2 separate regions of the Mus musculus genome follow, and region 2 is linked to region 1. Evidence: chromatin contacts called from public HiChIP or PLAC-seq data. All regions are on one chromosome and are shown on one strand. The core of a region is the stretch at or near the end of the contact, and the rest is flanking DNA. Distances in the headings are between cores, read along the strand shown.

What was found. HiChIP or PLAC-seq counts read pairs in DNA pulled down with a chosen protein or histone mark.
Region 2: a BATF HiChIP or PLAC-seq map of CD8 T cells shows a contact between it and region 1, with 7 read pairs. The contact joins the enhancer-like site here to the promoter of Olig3 in region 1. A contact is called at or near these places in 1 of 39 promoter capture datasets (the 3T3-L1 cell line), 1 of 484 Hi-C or Micro-C datasets (embryonic fibroblasts), 2 of 115 datasets of contacts at active chromatin or transcription factors (CD8 T cells and embryonic hindbrain) and 4 of 9 other capture datasets (adipose tissue, embryonic stem cells, liver and 1 more).

The regions. Positions count from the first base shown.
Region 1 is chr10:19,355,165-19,357,961 of GRCm38.p6, reverse strand. It overlaps Olig3 (oligodendrocyte transcription factor 3), which reads right to left and starts at 1,423. Exons shown (of 1, transcript NM_053008.3): 1 at 1-1,423. The coding sequence starts at 1,333. The coding sequence ends at 512.
Region 2 is chr10:19,267,212-19,270,008 of GRCm38.p6, reverse strand. No RefSeq gene overlaps it. Among named protein-coding and RNA genes, the nearest start is that of Gm40607, 25 kb to the right of the region's middle. Within about 2 kb of position 1,373, at least 23 of the 459 cell types and tissues checked have an H3K27ac peak or open chromatin away from gene starts, as enhancers often do. A contact at or near this core is called in CD8 T cells, where this site is marked.

The sequences.
Region 1 (2,797 bases), core at 174-2,673:
CTCTCTCTCTCTCTCTCCATTGTCTCTGAAAAATCTATAAGGGCAGAGACAATCATAAGTGTATCTAGCTCGATGAAATATTTACATTTGCTTTGCACAAAAGGGATAGCCATCTTTCCTCCAAGATAAGAACACAGCCAGAAAGAGCCAACTCCAAAGTTCCTTTGCAAGTTTTAAACTCCACTGATCCCATCGTTAAACAACAAATGCAGTTTTGACAAGAGCATACCACAGTGAGAAATACTGGCGTGGCATGAGGGAAAGAAGCATGCATGCAAAACAGGACTTCGGGTTCCAGTCCCCTTCGCTAACACCTAGGTATTCCAGTTTGGTTTTGGCACGCCCCGCTGGGGTGGGTCAACTGGAATCTGGATCTGTAGGGCGCTGGCGAGGCCTGGGGCCGCGCGCCCACCCTCCCGCAGGCCGAGCAGTCTCCCTTTCCCTCCTGGCCCGGCACTGCGACCCCTGCCTCAGCTCTCCCTTCCTCCTCCCGGCCGGGCCAGCCCGTGGCTCACTTGAGCAAGTCCTTGGATTCAGCCGAAAGCCGGGCCATGTTGGCGGTGGAGAGAGCGGACAGGTGCGGCGGTGGTGGCATCTGGCAGATGGTGCAGGGACAGGGCAGCCCCGCCCAGTGCTGGAAGCCGCTGCCCAATTGTAGCGCGGGCGGCGTGGAGGGCGCCTTGAGCAGTGAGTGGGGAGGACGGATGGTGCCAATGGTCGGCAGGGAGGTCGCGGACAGAGGGGACGAGGCATTGCCAGAGGAGAGCGCGCCGCCCAGGATAGGGTGCACCGGGTGCACAGCGTTGGCTGCGTGTGCCGGGTGGCCGGCCGAATGCCCCACAGTCCCACAGTGGAAGGCCGAGTGGTGTCCCCCGTAGATCTCTCCAACCAACCTCTTCATCTCCTCCAGGGAGCTGGTGAGCATGAGGATGTAGTTTCTGGCCAGAAGCAGAGTGGCGATCTTGGAGAGCTTGCGCACCGAGGGCCCGTGAGCGTAGGGCATGACCTCGCGCAGACCATCCATGGCGAGGTTCAGGTCGTGCATCCTCTTGCGTTCGCGTCCGTTGATCTTCAGCCGCAACTGCTGAAGATCCTGCTCCGACAGCTGCTTCTTGATTTTGTACTTGCTGCTTTCTCCTGCAGCCTTGGCGCCTGCCCTCGAGAGGCTTTCCCCTGGCATCTTCTGGACCATATCGCCCTGTGTGGAGGAGACCGAGTTCAGACGACTCTCCTGATGGTGGTGGTGGTGGCGGTGGTGGTGGTCTCTTAGGTACATCTCATCCATGTCCGGAGATGACGCTCTGCTGGAGACAGAGCTCGAATCAGAATTCATTTTATTACAAGAGATGCGGCCTTATGGTTGAGGAGCCTTTAGGCAGGAAATTAAAGAGAATCTTGAATTAAAAAAAAAAAAAAAAAAAAAGCAAGGTCCAGGAACCCACTTCCCCAGTTGTAAAACCAGAGAAGAAAAGTCAAGGCCCTGCCTTGCCCCGCCTCTCTCTCTCTCCTGGCTTGCTTCGCTATCTCTGGTTTAGCTGTTTCCTGCACTGCACATTGGTGTGTGCCTGAACTAACCTCTTGCAGTAAAAGAGGGGCTTTTATAGCGCTGCAGTGGAGAAAAGAGACAAAAGGAGCCCTCCTATCTATCCTGGGCTGGTTAAGATGACGTGCCATCATCATTCAGGGCGGTGCGCTTTGCTGTCCCAGTTAGCAAGGATTCCTATTCATATTCATTGTGGGGCCGCCCTGGGACACCTCTGCTTGGAACCACAAGGAGCCCCCAGGCACAAAACCCTTTGATTGACACACTCACCGCGGATGCACTGGACTTCTTGTTTTTGTTGTTGTTTTGTTCTTTAAAAACTTTCTTCTGTGCCACTCCCCTCATTCTATTTCTTTTAACCAAATCTTACACTTAAAATGAAGGGAAGGAACAGAAGTTGCCTGGAAGATCAGCCTACGACGTTACTTTGGACTTAGAAGATATGGGTTGTTCTCTATCTAGTTTACAGAAATGTGGGCAAAACAAGGTCTCAATAGAAAGCCGGATACCGGAGCCAAAACGGGGCAGGTTCAACCAGGGAGACTTGGAGACTTTGCTGACTGAAGTTGTTATTCACTGGTACATTTTCTCTAAATTCAGTTAATTTTGTTTATTTGCCCTTTCCGGTAAATTAAAAAAAAAAAAAAAACATGTGCCCATTTGGCAATGCGTTTTTGCCTTTGATGCTACTGTGGAGAAGTCTTCTTTTGCGTTAAAAATAGCGAATTGAAATAATTTTGGTTTTGTACATTTCTTTAACTTCTTAGCTATAGAACTGAGGGAGGAGAGACAAAACCCCCAATGTTATATGAAAATCAATTTAGGAAGAAAATTTGGGGAGAGAAAAGGGTGAAGAAAAATGGGAGAGTTAGGGATTGAAACGAATCTCAAGAGCTCGGTACAGATCTTTGGGGTTCCAGCTTCCCAAATGGGGTAGCTAACTGCCTTCTTCGCCTCAAGTTCCACTGTGTGTTGGGATGGGATGAAGGCAGTCTTTGGCCTCAGGGTGAAAGCTGAGAGCATCCAGAGTTTAGCACCAGACCACCTGGAGCGGCAGCTGAGCAGAGCGGGAGTTCAGGGTAAAATCAAGTGTGTGGTGTGTGTGCGTGTGCATGTGTGTGTGTATGTGTGTGCACAGGACCTGGAGATACCTGTCTGCGGGCTTGTTACAAAGCCGTGGCTCTGAGGATAAACAGACCTGGAGTTTGCTGTGTTCCATAGATGCAAGTTCATAACTGGGCACAGACATCCCTG
Region 2 (2,797 bases), core at 124-2,623, 88 kb after region 1:
TTAATCTTATTACGTTGTATCCTGCCTAAATGTGGAACTCCTTTCAAACGTCTTATAATGAAATACAGATTCTTATCATTGTGTATATTTATTCCCATGCTCCCCCACCCTGTTGGCATCTATATGTCACATGTTTTAATTTGTTCTTTTACAAGTTCTTTTTTCTTCAACAAATCTATCTCATGCTACTAGAACCCTGCCCTACCCCAACTCCAATGTGTACTTCAACTATGGAGCAGTGTGAGGTCCAACCTTCAAAACCAACAATGAAGAAGGGTTGTGGGAGGGATGAACGGAGGCTGAAGGGGATCTAAGGAATTGTAGACAGTTAGGACATACATTATTCATAGCACACAGCACTAAGCAGGCAGATGCCAGCAGACCAAGCACAAGTTGGCTCATATAGGTAAGCATGATTACACACAGTGACTGGCACATTGGCTCAATGAGGTAGGGACAACAAAGGCTGACAGATATGAAGGGCCCAACCTTTTTACCTCAAAGCCATGTTTATACAGAATTACACAAAAGTGACATTTTGTCAGAGATATGTCACATGACAGATTGCATTACTGTTTACTTTTAGGTTTCCTAAACAGCCAATGTCTGTCATTTTGTGCTGTCTTATGGCTCCCCCATGCCCAGTGTTAGTTGTCTTAGTCCATATTGGGTATTGATATCAGCACTATAGTCTCTGAACAGAAACTGGCTTTTATAGCCTTTTGTTTCCTATAATAGATTCTGAATGCCCCAACCTACTCCATGCAAAATTAATAGTCTTTATACAAGCTCCTGCTATACTCCACACATCTGAGCTACATTTGTTCTCTCATGTATCCCATGTACATTTGGATTATGCCCATGTCACTGTCCAAGGAGATAGGTGCACAAACCAAGAAGTTAAGTTGTGACTAGAGAGAATCAGCGCTAAGAGGGGAAAAAACAAAACAAAACAAAACAAAACAAAACAGTGATCATCATAGTCCACAAAGAGTATCATTAGTGTGAAATAATAATGAAAACATACAATTTGAACTTGAGCTTGGAGATCTTCTGCAGGATAATACTCATATTAGCCTTATGAATTACTTTCTATATAAAGCATTGCTCATTTTTACACATTAGCAGAGTGGGAGTGCTTCTCTATCTATATGCTAATATATGAATGTTCTAAAACATATTTATGAAATATTCAAAGTAAGGAAGGCCTGAGATTGGGACTGGGTAGATACCGTTTACGATCTCACGCAGTCAAGTAGAACTGGTAGAGTTAAAAGGAGACCGTTCTCAGGCACTGTGTAGAGGCTCTCTCTTAGTCAGGTTCATTGACTACAAGCAACAGATACAGATTCAGTTCACGTTAACTAGGAATGGTGCTTTAGCAAGCAAGCCCTCTAATACTGAGCCACATGATTGGGCCAGAGGAAAACAACTCATGACGTCTGTGGCTAACCAGATGATGCAAGACAAGATAAAATACACTTCTTGGAGAATAAGAAGGAATCATGATACCTATAAGAATCAGAAAAACAAAACAAAACAAAACAAAACAAAACAAAACAAAACAAAACAAAACACCCACCCTCTCCCTGTTTGTAAATATGCTAAGTCTTCCCGGAAGACCAGTTACTTCCCCTTCACCAAGCACCACCACCATCATTACTAACCACAACCTTTCTCCAAAGCGACAATCAACTCTAGCAACGCTGCAGATGCCCTCTGGGTTTGGAGTCCTCCTGAGCAGAATTTCAGGTCCTAGCCCACTTCCTGATTGTTTACAGGCACAGGGATGGGGGAGGGGACTTTCTCCTTCCTTTTCAGTAGGTGCAGGTGTGAGCCAGGGAGTTATTCATACGAATGAATGACTCATGAGTAAGATATGAATCTTCCTGTATGAATCATTATCACAAAGACCCCTCAAACAGTAAAAAAGATAAGATACCAGAAAGTCCACCATCATTATTCTGTTGTTCACTCCAAATTGATCTTATGGTACTTAGACTAGAAGTCTTACATTCAGTATTTGCTTTTAATTTTAAAATTAAAACAATTTCAATGAATTTTTTTTGATCAAACTTTAAAATCTCCTAAGAGAGCCTATCTGAATTTCCTATGGTATGATAAACCCTTAAGAGTTTTAGTGGGATTTGTCAAGTAACTAGCACGGACCTTTTTTCTCAAGGGCAGACATGAGAGTACACACCACACTGTGAACTGGCTCGTGGTAACTTTATCTTTTCCTCTCCTCTGGTGTTTTCTTATATAATAGAAGCTGGAAGCAGCGCTCAACCTTTTTTGCCTGCTTTGTTTGTAATTTCGGTCTCAGGTATGAAGCTGGTTTTGACAACTGAATCCTCTGAATACCAGAAGCGACATTTTAGGCTCTCTCTCTCTCTCTCTCTCTCTCTCTCTCTCTCTCTCTCTCTCTCTCTCTCTGTCTCTCTCTCTCTTATCTAACTTGCCCTCACAAATACCACAAAGCTATTGTTGGAAGAGCTATTTTCCAGAAGTCCTTGGGGTGGGCCCTGAATGGCATGCTCGGGTTTGCCTAATGTACAAGGCACAGGTCTTTCTTTATCCAGCCATCTTCTCAGGGCTGTGTTTATAATAAGTGGCCTTAGTAGATGGGGTGGTAATTCCTTTTGGAGCAAAGTCTCCTTTACAAACTCACTTAGTGCTTGTTTTATATGGAACTCACAACGTCACTTCTCCTGATCAGGCTTAATACAAGCATGCTATTGATAACGGTTTAACTAGGACTCCTCCATAAGTTCAGCAAACTTTCTGCAAAGGACCA